Regions from separate parts of the Mus musculus genome. Here region 1 is linked to region 2. Evidence: chromatin contacts called from public Hi-C data. All regions are on one chromosome and are shown on one strand. Each heading gives the region's core, a stretch centred on a gene start, on an enhancer-like site or on the middle of the called end of the contact. The rest is flanking DNA. Distances are from core to core; before and after follow the strand shown. Region 1 holds the start of Cln5 (ceroid-lipofuscinosis, neuronal 5). Region 2 holds the start of Dis3 (DIS3 homolog, exosome endoribonuclease and 3'-5' exoribonuclease).

Region 1 (4,629 bases), core at 1,095-3,594, 4.0 Mb after region 2:
GCGGCTGAGAGCACCGGATGCTCTTACAGAGGACTCAGGTTCAATTCCCAGACCTCACCTCACAGAGGGGTCCTGTGGGGATCTGATGACTTCTTCTGGCTTCTGAGTACATCATGGACCTACATGCACATGATGTATAGACATACATGCAGGCAAAACACGCATACACATAAAAATTTTTAAATCACTTTGTTTACACACAGATAGCACAAGAATTCCATTTTAGTTTGGCCTGCTGAAGCACAGTGCAGGAGCGCAGTCAGAGTCCGAGCAAAGGACTTTTATTGGTTTCTTTGTTGCAGTTTTTTAGGTTTTGTTCTGAGACAAGGTATTGCTCTATAGACCAGACTGTCTCAAACTGTAGATCTTCCTGCCTCAGCCTCCTGAGTGCTGGGATTTCAGATGTCCCTCCATGTCCAGACAACATGTTTTATCAAATCATGTAAGAAAGAGAGAAATGTTTGTTATGAAGCTGGTTTTCTTGAGAAAGACTCATAACTGTTCAAAATGAAAATAAAAACTCATATTCAGTAACTCAGTTCAAGCTTAAAGACTACTCTAAAAGAATCAATGCAAATGGTCAAAGATTGTAAATTATAAATTTCTTGATTTTGAATTAGGGGTTTACATATCATACATGTGTGTCATACATTAAACAGATGCCCCCGGGGGCTGGAGAGATGGCTCAGTGGTGAAAGGCATTGACTGCTTTTCCAGAGGCCCTGAGTTCGATTCCCAGCAACCACATGGTGGCTCACAACCATCTGGAATAGGATCTGATGCCCTCTTCTCGTGTGTCTGAAGACAGCTACATAAATAATACATATATACATACATACATACATACATACATACATACATACATAATTAAAAAATAAAACAGATGCCCCCATCGATTCTCCTCATGAGTGACTATTACAATTTCTAACTTTACTAAATTCAACCCTAAATTGAACCTTTAAACTCACCTTTGACCTATTGTAGCATCTTTGACATTATGCTGTGATAGGCAAGAAAAACTGTTAAGAAAAATCTGAAATTAGAGGCTACAATACAGTTGATGTATTTGTTTAGGGCAGTTAAGCACCTATAAAGCAGGTGAGTATATCTAAGGCCTACAAACCTAGTTAAAATATCATTACTCTTTCATTAAAATGTGGTTAGAAAATTGGTGTGTCCGAAGCAAAAAAGCATGTCGTGTTTGACAGAACCTTTAGCAACCTGGAAACCCTTCTCAGAATAGTGATTTATTTAGTTCACAGAGTTATAAATAAGAAAGCAAAGATGAGCTTGAACTTAACACGTTTGCCTGGCTAGTTATCATCCTGAAGTCAAAAAGAGAAAGCCAGCCATCACCTGCTAGGACACGTTAAAGTATCATGATGACACCCTGTTTTTTTCATTCCCTGAGAAACTTTGTCTCCTAAAATTTACAGACTTAATTTTTTTTTTTTTCCTTTTGGAAAATACATCAGCAAGGACGAAACAGCTAGAACCTTTGGCAGAGGAATCTCTGAGAATATCAGCCTCACACTACAACCCAGATAGGTCCAAAACTTTTGATAAAGGGTTTCTGGATCTGACATTTCTATCTCTTCTTGAGCTTCAGAGTTGGCAAGCAAAAAGGATCCCGTGTTCGCTTTGTAGTTCAGACCTCATGCAGCTCCTATGTGCATACACATAGTGGGTTTGCTAGGAGATCTCCAAAATACTGCCTGTTCCAGTCTCATCTCCAGCGTACGTGAGTGATCTTGGTTGCCATCACTCAGTGCAGTGGCCTGAACAGCCTGATTCCGTATGGCGTGATGCTCTTAGCAATCTTACACTTACTGGACAAAGGAGGACCGGAGGATAAATGGATTAAACCTAGCTCTATTGGTCGGTCTTAAGCTTTGAAGAGTCACGGATAATACTAAGTGTGGCAGAGGACAGAACCGGAGCAGAGCAGTCCAAGTCTGGTGATGCCGATGGCAGCACGGAAAGCATATTGTCATTGCTGATCTTTGCAACATTCTCAGAGAGGCCAGGAGAGGGCAATCATTTCCTGTAATGTCCTCATTTTTTAATTCCGCTGAGCACCCAGTGTCTCCAAGCAGAAGATTTGTGTTGGAGACTGGCCTGGGCCATGTGGGTCAAGAAAGTTCATAAGTGTTTTATTGTTGTTACGGTTTGGCTGGTGATGGCTGCGGGGAGGGCAGAAAGCACCTTTGCGCTAGAGGCATAGCACACATCCACCAGGCTGGAGTGAGTTTTGCAGTACCAGTCTCACCCTTCCGGGAGGACAGGGCTTTTTAGCGTCCAGCGCACGCGCGCTGGAACAGAGGCGCCCCGCCCCGGCCGGGACAGGGGAGGCGTCACGCGCCCGGAGGTCACACGGCCAAGCCGGCGCTGGTGCTTGGCTGGCTCCTCGCGGCGGCGCGCACGCAAGGCCGACGCCGGGGCCCCGGAGCCTCCGGGATCTCAGGGAGCCGCGGATGCTGCGCGGGGGGCCATGTGGAGCGCACTGGCGCCCGGCGCTCGCGCTGGCGCTGCTCGGGCTGGCGACGATTCTGGGCGCGTCCCCGACGTCTGGGCAACGCTGGCCGGTGCCCTACAAGTGAGTGAGACGGAGCGGGGCGGGGAGGGGACTTGGAGAGGGCGGATCCGATACCTTAGCGCGCCCGGGGACGCAGGGCACAGGGCGGGCGACACTAAGAGCATAGTTCCTAAATAGTTGGCAACTCGGGGATCCTCACCGGTTCTGGGCAGTTCAGAGTCCTGGGAGGAATGGAGAGTGACATCACTGCACGGAGTGACTTTTAGGTGCTACTGACTTGGAGAGCAGGTTAAAATGTTTTAAACACTGCAATTATTTCATGCCTTATCGTTAGCTGCCATTGCATAACATTTGGGGAGAATTTACAGGGAGCCTGCTTGCTCCCCTGTGTCCTTACTGAGCTAAATGGGGAATTTAGCTGACTGACCCGGGGAATTTCCTCCCTAGGCTAGTCAGGATCACCTTGTTGGTCCACTTCAACCTGGAGGGTAGGTAGGGCTCCGGACCTGAGGAGGTGATCGCAGTCTTTGACTTAGCTAAGTTTTGACAGCCTGTGGGGAATTGCGAAACAAGAAGCGCTCGGTCTTCGGGGTTGCGGGGGACAGGGGTGGGTGGAGTGGTGGCTGGCGTGGGCATAGTGAAGTGGAAAGAGATGCAGCTTTTGAAAGCATATGTTTTGCATAACAGAATGAGGGGCGGGGGGGTTCATGGCATGATGCATGTTCCTCTAAGGAGTTCTTAGTTCTGAAGGCTGCAGACCAAATCTGGTCCCATTTGCTCATCCTCTGTGCGGTCTTAGGGAATTTAACTCAGAATCTTCATGCTCACATACCCTGGACAGAAAACAGGAAATGATAGTAGCCCTCGCATTTCTGGTGAAAACCAGCAGTTGCCAAACTTAAATATTCATGTGTTCTGTTCATGAATTGGTTCTTCTAAATATATATGAGAGAAAAAAAAGTTTAGGGTTGAGGTTGGTTTTCATGAAAATATTCACAAGAAAAAAAAAACCTTAAATACCCAATAAAACAAGAAAGAGATTGTAAATCTCAAAGTATTTTATCTAATACCAGGAGACGGAGGCTGACTGGTCTTTTGACTCTAAAGAAGCCCCGATTGACATTCCCACCTGACAACTGGTATATAGCTGTAAGTTAGATCAGGTTTTGTCCCCGTGTTAAGATTGTTAGAAGAGCAATTCTGAGGATGGTTCTCTTTCTCACCAGGCGCTTCTCTTTCCGTCCGAAGACAGATCCCTACTGTCAAGCTAAGTATACTTTCTGTCCTACCGGCTCGCCCATCCCAGTTATGAAGGACAATGACGTCATCGAGGTCTTACGACTACAAGCCCCGATTTGGGAATTTAAATATGGAGACCTCCTGGGACACTTTGTAAGAATGCATCTTGATCTTGTAGCTTTACTTAAGTAATTCAGCTATTACTTTGACTTAAATGAGTAGTCAAATGGTTACTAGGTCATATTAATTGATAACTTTGTATGTGCGGGTTATGTGTGTGTGTGTGCACCTGTTCACAAGCATCAAGTGGCTGGAGGCTGCTGGGTGTCACTCATCATATCATTCCCTTAGGACAGGGTCCCTCACTGAACCTGAAGCATACATTTTTGTCTAAACTGGTTGGCCAGTGAGACAACTCCTGCCCTCAACACTGGGATGACAGACACAAGTGGAAATGACTGGCTTTTAGGTACGACATGCGTGCTGGGGATTTGAACTCAGGTCTTCATGCTTGCATAACAAGCACCCTTACCCATTCAGCCATCTCTGCAGCCTGTGATATAGTTCCTAGCACCTTTATGTTGGGAGTCAGGAAGAGTTAGTTACCACTGGATCGGCATGGAGCTGTGCAACTGTAATCTTGGGACTTGGAAGGTCCTAGCAAGAGCATCACCATTCCAGAGTCAAGCTGGGGTACAGGATACCACTGTCTCAAACACAGAGCAAAGGCTGCCATGAGGAGCATGTGCCCTGCCCTTCATCTGTTTTGCTGTGAAGAGTCTTGCAGTGGGCGCCCAGACCTTAGCACAGCTGATGCCTTCTGACCTAAAAGCTCAGCATGTAGACCCCAACCC
Region 2 (5,309 bases), core at 541-3,040:
GTGTATGTTTGTGTGTCTGTGTGTGTGTGTGTGTGTGTGTGTATGTGTGTGTGTGTGTGCATTTAGTTCCTGCGGAACTTAGTTCCAAGTTCCATGTTCCTGAACATTCCGGTTCAGGAAACTTGGAACTGACAGGAGAGTGCTATTTGCACATACTTGGCATAAGCAGGTTGCAAAGCACCTACGATGCATAAGAAAATTTCATACAACAAAATACTCAGTTCAAAATGTTAATAATGTCAAAGCTGAGAAAGTGACTTTAAGCATCATAGATACATATTATCTACTGTTTAATATAACAGGCAGCTCATTATGTTTAGAAATTTAATTTCAATAAATCAGATGTAAGATAAAGCTTATTAATCACAAACTCCCACATTTTTCTCCTATATATTTGTCACTCACATAATATGGGATTACAGGAGTGTAGATGGTTCTTATCGCCAAAGAATCAACCATTCAACTCAATAGACAACTTAAAGGGAGCATTTCAGAAGTAAAAGGACGACTTTAGCGGCTAGATCCTGGTTTAGGGTGTGACCTCACTAACACTGCGACCTTAGATGAGCCTATGTAGGTAGCACTGTCTTCCACACAACCAGGTAACCACCAAGCAGCACAGGAAGCTACAGCCTGTGTTTGATAAATTCCTTTCCAAGAAGTCTGTTAAATTTAGGTAGCCCTGTGGTTTTGTGATACTTACTTATGGTGCTCATTAGTGAAGGTATAGAAATGCTTTTCCTGGTTATTGGTCACATCCCTGATTCGCTTGTAGATGGGGGCGCTCCGGTTTCTCACTTCTTGCATCACTGTTTGTAGCACAATGACATTTCTGATGGCCGGGTGTTCGAGGACATCAATCTTAAAAAACCAAAGCCAAATGTTAACTCCCCCGTTTTCAGTTCTACCTTGAACTCTCTGCCCAGCCTGAATTCTTGTGACAGTTTAAAACACTGACTCTCCGTTAGGCCAAAGTGGTACTTGGCTGCAGAAAAAACTTGACAAAGTCACTAAGGGGGGACCCTGTAGGCCTGAGACGATGACAAGCACCCATAATCGGACCACAGAGTTTGCAATACCAGAGCTATTAATAAGTAAATTATGCTGGCCCACACAATTTTTTGTTCGTAGGCACTTACAAGCTGCCTGGGGGTCGCAATCTGGAGGCCACAGAAGCCCAGGTCCCCGGCTTCCAGGCACTTATAATCTAAAGTAGAAGAGACACCAGGGGTTAGAAAATGTAACGTGTCTAAAAATAAGACTCCAAGAACCGAAAAAAAATATATATATATAAATAAATAAAGTGACATCAGGGAACGGTACCTCAGCCTGGATGGCAGGATGCGAGCGAGGGTAGCCACGGTACTTGCCTCTCTCCATCCAACATCCCAAGACCCGCCTCCCCGGTCCCCAGCGTCCCTGTCTGCCACGCCCCCTCGTCACCACGCGGCCCCGCGTCCACGCACCTGGTGCAGCAGCACATTGGTGTCCGGCAGAAGGTAGTGCGGCCACGGGCAGAGGCTGCTCGCCTGGTCCCGGGGCTGCAGCTCCAGGGCCGGGCCCGCGTGCGCCCCGCCGCAGGCCGAGCAAGCCGGCGCGCCGCAGCCGATGTCATCCCGCAGGTAGTGCTCGCGCACGATCTTCACCACGCCGCCCGCGCGGGTCTTCTTCAAGAACGTCTTGGACCTGAGCATCTCGCCTCGCGGCGTGGGATCCCGGCCGTCAGCTAAGAAACCGAGGCGCGGCCACGCGCATTCCCGCTTTTGCCCGCTGGCTGGTGAGGTCACTCTCGCGAGAAAACACGAAGGCGCGTTCGTTCCCCGACGGTCGCGGTGATTGGGCGAGTGTTGGTTGTTTCCTCCCGCCGGTGGGCGGGGCTTTCCTCTGGACTACAGCTCCCAGCCTGCACCGCTTCCGACTGGCTTCCGGGAAGGAGTGAGCTTGGGTACCTGCGCACCCCAGGTTCTTCCGACTTCTTCTGGGGCACGGCGTGTGGTTGTCTTGGTGACCGATCCTAACGGTCCGGTAGCCCCGAGATACCTGTTGAGGGGTGGCAGCCTGAGCTGCTGACTGAAGACGCCATTGGTTCTTCCAAGAGTCCGGGTGAAGCTGGTGTTATCCTTATATGCGGAGTTACTGACCATTGAGAGGTAGCTTCCAGGAATCCTTTTCCCTTTCTTTCTCACGCGGCGCAGAGATGCTAAAATGTAGGAAGTTTAGAATGTACGGATTTCTTAATCAAAGAGGGAGAAGCCGGTCCCTGGTCCTTGGTAACTCACGCAAGGATTTGTTTTCTTATTTTACTTTTTTTCCCCCCCAATCCTTTCCCTTTAAAAAGGAAAGAGGCGGATTGTACTGAAGCTCTTCCTGTTCCCCCCCACCACACAGACCTCCTTCTTTAGCGTTCCTCTTAGAGAAACTGAAATAGCTAGTTCTATAACTATTTTACTAAATCGTGTCGTATTTAAACAAGGGAGTTACAAAAAGCCTTGTGAAGGCTAAAATGTGCTATTCAGAATATTCGAGTTTGTACCCTTCTAACCTCTTTAGGTTTTTCAAGTTATTTAAAAATGCTTTTGTCGCACTCTGAGCCTGTTTTCAAATTTTTCGGTGATGCCTTAACTGTAAAACTAAACCTGGCATGTAAGTCTTGCTTTATAAACCCTCCACCGACATACCAACATTTTTCTCTCTGTGTCCAGATTTCAATACTACTTCTGTGAGGACCTTCAGTGACAAAAATCAACCTCTCCTTGAGTTTGAAACTTAGTATTATAGGGCTATCCTTTCTATTTTACATGACTTTATTTATCTGTTACCTTCAAGTAAGATTCTTGCCCCGAGACACACACACACACACAGGACAATGGGTGAGTTCATGATAGGATTTAGTGAGTCTGTTTGATTTGAACACTAATCTGGCTTACATTTGGGACCTTCCAATACCTAATGATCTAGGCGATCCTTGGTGTCTCTTTAATGCTCTGTATGCCCTGTAGTAGGTTTTTTTTTTTTTGTATATTTAACTTTATTTCTTTTTATTCTACAGAAGATTGATTCAAATAATAAAATGTCTCGCAAAATTGCCAAGGAACCAAAAAAAGTAAATATCTCTAGTTCTCTGGAGTCTGAAGATATTAGTTTGGAAACAACCATTCATACAGATGATGTCTCATCATCAGAGGAGCGAGAAGGTAAAGTCAAAATCACCAGGCAGTTAATCGAAAGAAAAGAGATACTTCATAATATTCAGTTACTGAAAATCGAGCTATCCCAGAAAAACATGATGATCGACAACTTGAAAATGGATTATCTTACAAAGGTAAGGTCAGATGCAAACTGTTATTCTCTTGAAACTGAAAAGGAAAGATAAGTTGGTGTATAGGCCGGGTGCGGCTGCACATGCCTTTAATCCCAGCCCTTGGAAGCAGAGGCAGGCCCATTGCTCTGAATTCTAGGCCATCCTGATTTACATGGGGAGGTCTAGGATAGCCAGACTATGTGATTTTTCTGTCTCAAAAACGAAAAAACAAAACAAACAAACAAACAAAAATATATATATATTTGGAATTTAAATGCCACACTTCATACTCCTTGTCCAATGTTGCCTTTCTGCAGTTTGCGTATTGAAATGGGGTGTTTTAAGTGTATGAGTGAGTTACCTTTGAAGGCTCAAGTTTTAGAGTGTGACATTAGTGGAATATGTATTTTCTTAAGAATGAAAATGTAGCCAAGTTTTCTGGGACTGACTGGTCTGATAGGAAGAGTGAAGATCATAACTGTATTGCTGAATCTCAATTGTCCTTTCTTTAGAAGTCGGATTTCCTTGTTAACCTTCCTACACAGTTACTCTGTCTGAGAGGTACTGTGTCATAGAAGTCAATTTTAGGTGACCATTGTCTTTAGCAAGTGCGTTATCCTTTAGTGGCGGTGAACTAGTTGTCTTTTTGCCTTGTGTGGTACTTAGTCCCAGGGTAGTTCATGGAATGCCTGGTAGAGGTGAAACGAGCCCTAAGAAATAGTGACTGGCCTCCAGACACATCTCTGCAGTGTTACTTCTTCTGTTCCTAAGACAGTTACTTGTTTCTGACAGTGAACTTTCCCTCTTCACTCTCCATCTCAGCTCTTCCGGCAAAAGCCCGTGTCCAGCAGTTTGTTTACGTTGTTATACTTCTTCTTGTTAACTTGGTCTTTTATTTTAGCTCTATGCTACTTAATATGATATGCATATTAAGATACTCAGCGTTTCTCTACTAGAAGATAATGTATTTCTTTGGGGCCAATGAGATAACTTCATGGGTAAAAATGCTTAACCGTCCAAGCCTGGGGACCTGAGCTCCATCCCTGGGATGTAGAGTGAAAGAGAGCTGACTCATGGCACGCACACACACGCACAGACACGCGCACACACACACACACACGCACACACACTCACACTCACATACACACACGTACACACACACACGCACGCACGCACACACACACACACACACACACACACACACGCACGCACGCACACTCCACGACTTAGTAGGAAGAAGGAGAGGGCGAGAGAGATAGCTAGGCAGTTCACAGAGCTTGCTGCTCTTCCCATTACAACACTGGCTCAGATTTCAGAACCCGCAATTTCAGAGGATTCAGTACTGTTTTCTGGCCACCGAGGGCACCAGACTGAAACATACATATGTGCAAGCAAAACATTCAGACTCATAAAAGTTAAATAAATCATAAAGTATTGGTTTAAAATTTGATTATTTACTTATTTGTGAGCCGCTTGGGATCAAACCCAGGGCTTTCAGCCTGCTAGATACATGCTCTGCCCATGAGGAAAATACATGAGAAAGAAGGAACAATTTCTTAATGGGGCCCCTTCAAGACCTCAAGGTTTTAATGCAGTAAAGAAATAGCACTTCACATTAATGACTGAGCCAGTAGTACACATTAGGCTATAGCTGTTATTCTTGCCTTGCTCTCTCTGAGATGCTGAAACAAAAACCTTAGGAATGGGAATTTGTTTTCACTGTGTGGCAGCCAATATATCCAGGAGTGGGCGCTGGTCATGAGTTCTGTCCATTCAGGGTCTTCTGCCTCTTGCTGAGTCCTCACCTGGCAGAAGGGCGGCTATTTTTCTCCATCAGTCTGTTTCATTAGGGCAGTCACTCCTGTCCTAGGCACACTGCCTGTGCAACCTAAGCATTCCCCAGACGGCCTCCCCTCAACTCCTATCACATTGGTGACTGGTTACCATATAGGGAAGTAGATATGGACCAAATTATACATGTACACACACCCACAAACACATGCAGACT

The links. A called contact is a pair of places that touch in the nucleus more often than the background predicts.
Region 1: a Hi-C map of CD8 T cells shows a contact between it and region 2, with 4 times the contacts expected there. The contact joins the promoter of Cln5 here to the promoter of Dis3 in region 2. A contact is called at or near these places in 1 of 39 promoter capture datasets (pre-B cells) and 5 of 484 Hi-C or Micro-C datasets (CD4 T cells, CD8 T cells, the G1E-ER4 cell line and 1 more).

Annotation. Positions count from the first base shown.
Region 1 is chr14:103,067,872-103,072,500 of GRCm38.p6, forward strand. It overlaps Cln5 (ceroid-lipofuscinosis, neuronal 5), which reads left to right and starts at 2,345. Exons shown (of 4, transcript NM_001033242.1): 1 at 2,345-2,596; 2 at 3,763-3,928. The coding sequence starts at 2,475.
Region 2 is chr14:99,097,980-99,103,288 of GRCm38.p6, forward strand. It overlaps Dis3 (DIS3 homolog, exosome endoribonuclease and 3'-5' exoribonuclease), which reads right to left and starts at 1,791. Exons shown (of 21, transcript NM_028315.2): 1 at 1,467-1,791; 2 at 704-861. The coding sequence starts at 1,694. Pibf1 (progesterone immunomodulatory binding factor 1) reads left to right here and starts at 1,445. Exons shown (of 18, transcript NM_029320.3): 1 at 1,445-2,150; 2 at 3,050-3,322. The coding sequence starts at 3,071.